Regions from separate parts of the Pan troglodytes genome. Here region 1 is linked to region 2. A link is a contact called in public Hi-C data. All regions are on one chromosome and are shown on one strand. Each heading gives the region's core, a stretch centred on a gene start, on an enhancer-like site or on the middle of the called end of the contact. The rest is flanking DNA. Distances are from core to core; before and after follow the strand shown.

Region 1 (5,609 bases), core at 2,013-4,512, 240 kb before region 2:
CCTCAAATCAAAACAATTACTGTATTCCTTCCACTCTGAGACTCCACCAGTCAGAAGATATGTGATCAATTTGTTAATGTATCTCTAGAAGGAAAAAAATGGCAGGTAAGCTTCTTCTGACATCATCTATAAGCAACCCCCATAATTCAGAAATATTCACATATAGAACCCTGAAGGGAAAAATCCCAAATTGTTTTTTCCTCTCCTCTCACACTATGACAATCATCAACGTGGAAGGTTCGTGTCACCCTATGTGTGTGTTGGGGGGTTCTCCCCACCGCCAAGCAAGCAATCAGTTCCGCAGGAAACACCAGGGTGTCTTCCAACTCATTTCTGACACTGTCTACCTGGAGATAGTGGCAGATCCCACAGGTTGAGGGCTCAGTCCCCAAGGCACCCCACCCCCATCCCACTTCGCACAGCAGTTGCAAGTCCAGGCATCCGGAGCTTCTGACCGACAGGCTGGGCTCTCAATTGGGGTTCCCACAACCCCCTCTCAGGTTTATTAATTTGCTAGAGTGGAACACAGAACTCAGGGAAATGTACATTTACTGGTTTATTATAACGCATATTACCAAGAACACAGATGACGGGATGTACAGGGAGAACAGGCACGGAGTTTCCATGCCCTTCCCAGGCACCCCGTCTTCCAGCAGCCTCCACATGTCCAGGGATCCAGAAGCCCCCAAACCCAGACCTCTTGGGCTTCTTACGGAGACTTCATTGGACAGACACGATTGACGACCATGCAGAAATGTGATCGAACAAAAAGGTATGATCTAATAGTGACTGAGTAAGTGTGGACACCCAACAAGGCCTGCCTATTCCGACCGTTATTGGCCTTTCCGTGCAGGATTTCTTCCTCTCGGGAACGGGGCAGGACCCCTTCTGAATAGAGGGTCTTAAGTCCCACAATCAGAAAGATGAGGGAGGATTAGAGTCCTGCCTTAGGCTGGTGAGGTGGTGAAGGAGGGCAGGGGAAGTTCAGAGGAGATTGTTTCCTGGGGCGTCTGAGGCCTAAAGCGCCCCAACATTATAACAAGAGACTGTGATGAGGGCGACGAGAGTCCTAAGCCAGGAACCCTGGACAAAACCCAGAATTTATACCTCGTCATGTCACAAGGACCAAAAAAATTAAAAATTAAAAAAAGGCTCTTAAAATGCAGGCAATACAGTAAAATGTTTTAATTTAGGAAGCACGAAAGTCTTTGTTCCAACAAAATTAACTCAGAGAACAAATTATTTTACGTATGTATACAGATCAATCAACAAAAATACACGTTATAACAATTGCTAAACACTGTCCATAAAGAAAAGATTTCAAATGAGAAGCGCCATCGCAGTTTTCTCCTTCTGGGTCGCCCAGTGGAATGAGGGCCCTCGCCAGGGGCTCTTCCCAGACGTCTCTTCACACCAACCGGCTTCCTTCTGATGGCCCCATTTTCCTTTAAAACCAGTTCTCATCAAATAGGGTGTTTTATGCACCCTGGCAAATGATCATTTTGACAAGGATTAAAACTGTAAGCTAAACAGATGACACAAATGACAATTGGGAATAATTTTTAGTGGGGACAGAGGCTAAATACTACCCCCTCCCCTTTTCTACTTCTAACCAATATCTTGAGCATTCAGTGGGACAATACAGTCTTGCTGGGTCTCTTGAAATCCTCTAGCAAGAAGCCAGCCAGGAGAAGACCCAGAAGTCCCACACCTGTGGGGCCAGGATGGCTGCTTGGTTGCTGGTCCCACACCTGTGGGGCCAGGATGGCTGCTTGGTTGCTAAACCCAGACAGGGTCCTTCCAGAGCATCTGCCCCTGTCAGGCTCTGTCTCGAGAATGGGGATCTTCCAGGCTGGCTTCATTCTGGACCAGAGAGCAGAGGAGAAGGAGAAAGAATATAAACCCACCCCTATGAGCCAGGGAACCACCCAAGCTGTAACGATTTTGTGCAAGCTGCTTGGAAAAGCCGCCCGGCAAGCAGCTGAAAGGAAGGATGCTTCTCCCTGCGTGGGCGCACGCCTGCTTCCTAAGAGATGATCCTTTGGGTGGGCTGATCATGCCTCCTCCTCTGGGGAGGGAGTCCTGCGAAAGCACGCACCTCAAAAGGAGTAAAGGCCCTATGGTGTCCCCAAAGCGACCCCTGTCGCGTTCTTTCTGCGGGTGGCCTCCCTGCATTACTGATTACTCGGAGCGGCTGAGCTGACGTCAGCATCCTGGGAGCGCCAATGACCTTTGGGGTCATCACATCCTCAGAAACTAGAGCAGGAGGGGAAGCGACCCCCAAGCCAGCACTCCCCCTACTTTCCACCAGGGAGCCGAGGTCGCGCCATCCTGGGGCGCATCTGGGGGTGGGGGACACACCAGCCCCCTCCCCCAACCCCTCTAGGGCCCTCGGCAGCAGGCGGTACTGGATGCCCACCCGGGGCTCTAAAGGACCTGGGCCGCACCGGGAACCCTCTCCCGGGTCTTCGAGACCTCCCCTTCTCCCAATTCTTTCCGCAGTCTCAGGAGCCCCACGTTTCCCGCGGCGTGGGGACACGCACTTACCGCGGATCCACTGCGCAAACCTTGATGAACCTGAAAAAAGCAGGGTGGAGTGGGGTGGGGTGAGGGTGGGGGTGGCGAGACCCTGCTCACACCCAGCGCCACGCACCGCTCTCTGGGCGGGTTCGAGTGCGCGCACCGGGCGGGGCGGGACCCGGGGGCTGCGGTGTTTCGCGAAGCACGTGCTACTTCGCGCGCAGCGCCCCCGGAGACTGTGGGCTTCCTCGCTGCCTGGTCTGCGGCAGGGCGGGGGCGGGGGCGTGTTTCAAAGGGTAGGGCACACAGTGAGACGCCCGGAGGCGGGATGGCTCCGAAACCAGCTCGCAGCGAGTCCCGAGCGGCTGCGGCCGCCGCGGGGGTCTGGGCGCGGCGACGAGGGCGGCGTGGGGCGACGGGGAGCGGGACGGTGGCGCTGCACGCCGCGCACTTCCTGTTCAACACGCGCCGCCTCCCACCACCCGCGCTCCCCGAGCTTGCGTCGGTGCCAGGCCCGGCCCCTCACTGTCCCCTTGCGGTCCCCTGGGGCCGCGGCGCGGCGGGGGGCGAGGAGCGGGCGCCCTGCCCTTCTTGGCCCGCTGGGCTCCGGGCGCCCCCTCCGGCGCGCAGGGCCGCGAGCGCCGCCGCCAGAACTTCTGCCAGCGGCCGCCCGTAGCCCAATTGCGCAGAGGGCTCGCCTTGCACCTCCTCTTCCCCCGCCGCCCTCCCTCTCGCCCAGAAAGGAGGACGGACCCAGCTGCAGGCTCCGAGCTGGTTTATTCTGCGGCCGAGGATTACATTTATGCACGAACGGTCTTACTGGCTCCAGATTCCCCACTTGGGCACAGGCATAGGAGGCTTGTTTTCCAAATTGCTGGTTTTAATTGCACCTGCCTTTCAGATTACCTCTGGGAATCTGTGGGAGGAGCCGAGAGGGTGGAAAATGTTTCTTCGCTTTGCAAAAGGAAGAAAACTTTGTCACCCAGCGGGAGACCTCAGCCACGAGTAACCCGGGGAGACACCAGAACCGGGACGGGCTTTGACTGATTTGCCTGCGAGGGTTCCGTAGGAAAGGACGCTTGAACTCGGCGCTTCGGCGGCGGCGGCGGCGCGAGTTCCCTGCTCACCCTCCCTCTCCGCGGAAGTCCCCACGAGGTGGCTTCAGGGTGTAACAGAGCGCGCGGCTCCAGTCCGAAGGCAGCGGCCGGGGGAGGGAAGGAGGGGACCGAACCCCCGAGGAGTTTCCCAGAATCAACTTCTGGTTAGAGTTATGGGAAGCGCGGTTATGGACACCAAGAAGAAAAAAGATGTTTCCAGCCCCGGCGGGAGCGGCGGCAAGAAAAATGCCAGCCAGAAGAGGCGTTCGCTGCGCGTGCACATTCCGGTGAGTCCCAGCACTCGGTCCCCTGCTCCCCAGCCCTCCTGTCGCTCCCGTCCCCGGCGCCGAAGCGGTTAACGCTGGACGCCCCGCGCGCGCCGTGCGTGCCCCTCCTGTCACTTCGGGCGGCTTGGGGAAAGGGTAGAGGGACAGGGCCCGAGCTGGGCTGGCGGAGCCGGGGCTCAATCTCTCTCTCTGCCCGCGTGCAGCCCGGGCTGGGGCTCCGCCTGGGGCGGGGGCTGGGCGGCTGCAGACTAGAGGGGGCGCCGGGCGCGGCTGGTGGGCGGCTGGGCGTAGCCCGGTATCCAGCCGGGTGCGGGTGCGGGGGGCGGTGCGTTGTGTTGTTTTGCTGAAAAGGGACGGTGTGGACTGCGCTCCGGGGAGGTGGAGCCCGCGCTCGGCTGCTGGAGACGGAGGGAGGGGAGGGGAGGGAGGAGAGGGGAGGGGCGGTGGGTGGGGAAAGCAGCGGGGCGGGGGTTGGGGGGAGCTGTGTAGCCGCGCCTTCCAATGCACCGCCTCCGCTCCAGTTTCCCTCGGGGCGTTTCTGGGCCTGGAGCGGGGGTCTCCTCTGCCGCCGTTCCCTTCCCCCGCCCCGGGAGTGTACTTTGGGTCTCTGTGGTATTTGGGGGCTCGGAGCTCCCTAATCCGTGCAGGCTGCATTGAACTTCAGCCCCGTCCGCGCCAGCCGCCCGGGAGGACATTGGCGACTCGGATCTGCCTGCGGCTTCACTTTGTCCAGCCAGAGGGGCGGCGGGCCGGGTGGTGGTTCTCTCTTCGGAAGGCGCCCCAGTAGCCTGCGGCCACTGTTCCTCGCCTCCCCGTAGCGGGGTAGGGTGGTGGGAGGTGTGGCCCACTGGGTCACACCCTCCGCCTCAGCCAACCAAGTAAATGTTTGTGTACACACACACACACACACACACACACACACACACACACACACACACACCAGAGTGCTCCGTGGAGAAAGTTATTTTGCTCTCCCGGGGCAGGGTGGGAGTGCGCAGTGAATGGGCTATCCGGACCCCTCATTAAAGCTAATCCTTCCCGACAGGGTCAGGCGCAGCTGGCATGGCCGAGGCAGGCCACTCACTTCCCACTGTGAATCCCAGGGCGCACTGCCCCGTGTTTGCTGAGCCACCCTTCTTTTAGACGCCCGGCTAAGGTTCTCCTGTGTAAACTCCGGCCCACACGTGCCTAACGCTTGGGTGAAGAGGGTGGAGTCCAGGGGCGGGTCTCCAGACGCCTGATGCCAAGTAGCCCCACAGGGGCCCTGGGCCAGCCCTCCCTGGCTGGAAAGCTCTGGGGCAGGAAACTTGGACCCCTGGCTGCTGTGTGGCCCCCACGGTGGTGACTCGATTATGCAGGAATAAGTGTTCTATTTGAAAATGAAACATTCTTGTTTACATCTCTCATGTAAGACATTTAAAACCATGTTCGTGAGTTAAAAGTTAGATGTTGCTGCCACAAACCTCTTAAACAGTGATCACTTGAGCTAACCGTGTAACTACTCTTTCTCCCATTTGTCAAATGCAGGAAATAATACCCATTTTTCCTGCTTTATACGGATATTGAAATAAAGTAATTCATGGGAAAACTCTTTTTTGTTGTTTTTTTTTTTTTGTTTTGAGTCAGGGTCTCACTCTGTTCCGCAGGTGGGAATGCAGTGGTGCAATCATGGCTCACTGCAGCCTCAACCTCCCCAGGCTCAAGT
Region 2 (5,335 bases), core at 2,422-4,921:
TCAAAACTAAATTTAAAAATATATATATTAAACATAGGGTTACCCTGTGGCCCAGCAATTCCACTCCTGCATATATGAAATGAAACACATGTCCACACAAACACTTGCACAGGAATGTCCATAGGAGCATTTTCACCACAGCCAAAAAGTGGAAACCACCTGAGTGCCCATCAGCTGACGAAAGGATAAACAAGGTGTGTGTGTCCACACAACAGAGTATCGTTCAGCAGTCAACAGAAATGAAGTGCTGATCCGTGTTACAATGTGAATGGGCCCTGACATTAAGCGGAAGCTAGTCACAAAAGACCACCTATTGTATGATCCCATTGATGAGAAATACCCAGCATCGGCAAATCCATAGAGACAGGAAATAGTTGCCTAGGGATGGGTATGGGGGTTGAGCAGGTAATGGGACGTGACTGCTAATGGGTACAAGCTGTCTCTTTGGGATGATGAAAATGTAAACTTAGATAGTTGCACAATTCTGAATATTCCAAAAATCACTGGGCTGCACACTTTAAATGGGTGAGTTATTTTATGGTATGTGAATTATATTTCAGTAAAGATTTTTTGGCTGGGTGCAGTGGCTCATGCCTGTAATCCCAGCACTTTGGGAGTCTGAGGCGGGTGGATCATGAGGTCAGGAGATCGAGACCATCCTGGCTAACACGGTGAAACCCAGTCTCTACTAAAAAAAATACAAAAAATTAGCCTGTAGTCCTAGCTACTCCGGAGGCTAAGGCAGGAGAATGGCGTGAACCCGGGAGGCGGAGCTGGCAGTGAGCTGAGATGGCACCACTGCACTCCAGCCTGGGGGACAAAGCGAGACTCCGTCTCAAAAAAAAAAAAAAAAAAAAATTTATTGTCATTTCCTCCACAGAATTAAATCAGCTTGGCCTGACTCATAGGGAAAAATACAGGGTGATATCACAAGCAGGATATTGACATTGATACAGTCAAGATGTAGAACAGTTCGGTCACCACAAGGATCTCTTACATTATCCTCTTGTAGCCATAGGCACCTCTGGCCCCCTACCCCAGCCCCTGATCCCCGGCATCCACTAATCTGTTCTCCATTTCGACCATTTTATTTCAAGACTATAATATAAATGGAATCATACAGTATGTGACCTTTTAGGACTGGCTTTTTCCCCCTCAGCATAATTCCCTGGAGATCTATCCAAGTTGTTGTATGTGTCAGTAGTTCCTTCCTTTTTCTTGCTGAGTAGTATTTTACGGTATAGATGGACCTACCACAGCCCACTTCACCATTCATCCATTGAACGACATCTGTTATTTCGTTTGCACTGTTGCAAAAAAGCTGCTATGAATATTCATGTACAAGTTTTTGTGTAAATGTAAGTTTTCATTTCCCTGGGATAAATGCCCAAGAGTGCAACTAATGTGTTACGTGGTAGTTGCATGTTTAGTTTTATAAAAAACTGCCAAATTGTTTTTAAGAGTGGTGGTTCCTGACCAGGCACAGTGGCTCAGGCCTGTAATCCCAGCACTTTGGGAGGCCAAGGCAGGCAGATCACCTGAGGTCGGGAGTTCAAGACCAGCCTGACCAATATGGTGAAACCTCATCTCTACTAAAAATACAAAAATTAGTTGACCTGTGGTAGCATGTGCCTGTAATCCTAGCTACTCAGGAGGCTGAGACAGGAAAATTGCCTGAACCTGGGAGGTAGAGGTTGCAGTGAGTTGAGATAGGTCCACTGCGCTCCAGCCTGGGCCACAGAGGGAGACCCTGTCTCAAAAAAAAAAGAAAAAAAAAAAAAAAAAACAGTGGTTCCATTTTGCATTCCCACCAGCAGTGTAGAAGTAATCCTGTCTGTCTCTCCACATCCTTACCAGCATTTGATGTTGTTATTATTGTGATTTTAGCCATTTTAACAGTTGTGTAGTAGTATCTCATTGTGGTTTTAATTCGCATTTATATAATGGCTAATGACTTTGAACATCTTTTCATGCACTAATTTGCCATCTGTATATCTTTCTTGGTGAAACAGTTCTGTGTCATTTGCCTATGTTCTAATTGGATTATTTTCTCCTTTTTCTGTTTAATATTGGTAGTGTTTATGTATTCCAGACATTTTTATTTTATTTTATTTTTGCTATTCCTTGGAGAGCAGGGCTAACCCTATAGGCAGTGTGCTAGTAATTTGTTGGCTATGTGATTTGCAAGTATTTTCTCCTACTGTGTAGCTTTTCTTTTCATCCTCTTAACACGGTCTTTTGCAGAGCAAAAATTCTTAATTTTAATGAGGTCCATTTATGTTTTTCCTTTATGGACTGTGTTTTTGGTGTCAAGTCTAACTTTTGCCTTGCCCCAGTTCCCAAATATTTTCTCCAAAAAGTTTCATAGTTTTAAGTTCACGATCCAATGTGAGCTAATTTGTGTGTAAAACGCAAGGCTTAGGTTGGGGTTTGTTTTTGTCTTTTTACCTTTTGATATCCAATTACTCCAGTTCTATTGCTTTTACACCTCCATCAAAAATTGGTTTGCCATGTTTGCATGGGTCTATTTCTGGGTTTTCTATTTATTTCTAATGATTATTGTATCTATTCTTCTGCCAATACCATTGTCTTGATTGCTGTATCTATATAGTTTGCTTTAGTATTAAGCGACTTCAAGATTAAAGAATTCTACTGTAGTCCCAGCTACTTGGGAGGCTGAGGCAGGAGAATGGCGTGAACCCAGGAAGCAGAGCTTGCAGTGAGCCGAGGTTGCGCCACTGCACTCCAGCCTGGGTGACAGAGCGAGACTCCGTCTCAAAAAAATAATAAATAAATAAATAGAATTCTAGATCTTGCACCTTTCCATGTAAATTTTAGAATAAGCTTATTTATGTCTTTAAAAAAACCCTAATTTGGTAGCAATTGCATTAAACCAAAAGATTAATCTGGGGGAGAACTGTCATTTTTACTATGTTGGGGCTTCCAGCTCAGGACTGTCTCTCCATTTATTAGCTCGTCTTTCATCTACAGTTTGTGATTTTCAGCATACAGCTACTAAACATGGTTTCTTGAGTTTATGCCTAAGTATTAATTTTCTTTGAAGTGATTGTATTAAGTGATATTGTTTTATATATTTTTCCACGTGTTCATTGTTAGTTTATAGAAATGTGATTGATTTTTGTGTGTTGATCTTGTATGCTATGACCTTACCAAACTCACTAATTCCAGGTGAGTTTTTTCTTTCTTTTGTAGATTCTTTGATATTTTGTATGTAGATAACATGTTATCTACACAGGTGTTTTTCTTCCTTTCCAATCTGTATGCGTTTTCTTTCCTTTTCTTGCCTTATTGCAGGGCCTAGTACTTCTAGAACCATGTTGAATAGGATTAGTGAGAGCAGACACCCTGGCCTGGTTTCTGAACTTCATAGGGAAAACAGTCTTTCACTATGAAGTATGATATCTGCTGTAGCTTTTTACCATGAAACATCTTAGTTTTGTTTTCTTTTTCTCTCCCCACCCCTTTTCTTTTTTTTAAGGGGTTTAAGACTTAGGGATTGGCGCAAGTAAGATGACAAAGCAAAACGAGAGGCATTTTCAGGACTTCCTCTTTCAGGCCCGGCTTGCAAGAACGCTAGGGCCAAGCTCCTTTCAGCCCTAATCGGTACTGGAGCTAATCGCATTCGCAGCGCCCGTGCACTCTGCAGGGATGGGCCGTGGGGCCAGGGACCTCGGTCCCCGGGACCTCGGTCCCCTCTCGGCCTGTCCTGCCCTTCCAGGAGGCTAGCGGCTGCTGGCCGCGCAGCCTGCCAACCTGAGTTGGCCATAGTAGAGTCTCAGATACCCAGCTCCTGAGCGGCCAGGGCCAGATTCAGGGTGTGTACGTTTTTGGCAGCGGCTCCCCAACCGAGAAGACACTCGGCTGCGAAGAGAGGACGCGAATTAAGAGTTCCATGCTGGAAAAAAAAAATGGATAGCGACAAAGTGCATCTACAATACGTGTAGCCCACGGAACGATTTTTGTTAAGGGGGCCGAGGATGGGCAGTTACAGCTAAAATTTGGAAAGGGAAGAGGAAAGCGAGAAAGGATCCCCTAGCTGGCGCCCCGGGGCGTTCTGCAGCCTCCAGCCCCTCTCCCCGTCCCCGTCCCCGCGCCGCGGAGCCCACACCTGCGCAGGTGGAGCCTGCCGAGCGCGGCCGCCGGTGCTGGGAAGGTGAGCGGCGCCGGGGGGCGGAGTGGGGGCGGGCCGCGGGCCTCTCCCAATGGCCGCACGGCGGGGAGGACGCGGGCCGCGGCCGGAGGGGGGCGCCCCGGGCCCAGGCGCTGCCGCCCTCGAGCTCCCGGGTCCCTTCCCACGCTTCCTCCCGGGCGGGCCGTACCAAGGCGCGGGGGGGAGCGGCGCGTCCCACTCGCGGAGGGGCACGCGGGCCGCGGCCGCGCCACCTGCGGCGGCGGCGGCGGCCTCGGGCGGGTGGGGGCAGCGCTCCCGCTCCGCCCCCGGCCCCCGCTGCCCGCGTCCCCTGCCAGGCCCCTCCTCCCGGCGGCGCGGCAGAGCCAGGCCCCAGCGCTCGGCCGGCCGCGAGCCCGCCGGCCGGGGACGAGCGTCGCAGCTCATGCTGATCGCTGTCCTCCTCCTCCCCCTCAGGCGGCGCTGGCGGCGGCCCTGGGACCCGCGGAAGCCGGCATGCTGGAGAAGCTGGAGTTCGAGGACGAAGGTGAGTGCGCCCCGCCCGCTGCCGGCCCGGCGCTCCCACGGCCCGGCCGCCCGAGGACCGGGACCCGCGGGGACCCCGCGCCCCGTCTCCGGCGCTGCCCCACGGCGAGCTGCGTCCTGCGGAAGCCCAGGGGCCGGGGCGGGAACCGGGGCGGGGATGCGGGCGCCGGCGAGCTCGGGCTGCGGGGTACCGGGCGTCCGCGGAGGGGACGCGAGCCAGGCTCCCAGATCGCAGCCCTGAGCCCGGCAACCACACGGATGGGCGGCCCTTTTGTCCTTACTCGCCGAACTCGAATTACAGCAAGGTGTCAGGGAGCGCTAATTGTTTGTGCTTGTCACCATGCACTCGGAGGCAACCCCGAATCATACCCACAGTCCAGACCCTTAATCATAGACTGGTGCCCTTATCTGCGCCTGTGAAGATATCACCGGTAGGGTGTGTCTTCTTTTTTAATGGGGAAAGTTAAATAGGAAAACCTGAAGAGGTTATTGAATCGGTGTTGAGTTCAGGCGACCCTCTCACTCCGTCATTTCTGTCGCCTCTCCTCTCACTTGGTTGTTTTTTTTTTTCCCTCTCCTGTCTTCTTCTTGTATCTTACAGGTAAATAACTTGGATCTTATTTGGAGGCTGTTAACATTTGAAAGGCATGAGCTCGTTCT

Evidence for each region. Hi-C and Micro-C count contacts between places; a contact is called where the count stands out from the background.
Region 1: a Hi-C map of stem cell-derived neural progenitor cells shows a contact between it and region 2, with 1.8 times the contacts expected there. The contact joins the promoter of PRKAG2 here to the enhancer-like site in region 2. A contact is called at or near these places in 1 of 7 Hi-C or Micro-C datasets (stem cell-derived neural progenitor cells) and 1 of 1 datasets of contacts at active chromatin or transcription factors (stem cell-derived excitatory neurons).

Annotation. Positions count from the first base shown.
Region 1 is chr6:166,895,511-166,901,119 of NHGRI_mPanTro3-v2.0_pri, reverse strand. It overlaps PRKAG2 (protein kinase AMP-activated non-catalytic subunit gamma 2), which reads left to right and starts at 3,262. Exons shown (of 16, transcript XR_010158707.1): 1 at 3,262-3,904.
Region 2 is chr6:166,651,222-166,656,556 of NHGRI_mPanTro3-v2.0_pri, reverse strand. PRKAG2 (protein kinase AMP-activated non-catalytic subunit gamma 2) reads left to right here. Exons shown (of 16, transcript XR_010158707.1): 5 at 4,607-4,676. Among named protein-coding and RNA genes, the nearest start is that of RHEB, 110 kb to the right of the region's middle. Within about 2 kb of position 3,671, at least 17 of the 24 cell types and tissues checked have an H3K27ac peak or open chromatin away from gene starts, as enhancers often do. A contact at or near this core is called in stem cell-derived excitatory neurons and stem cell-derived neural progenitor cells, where this site is marked.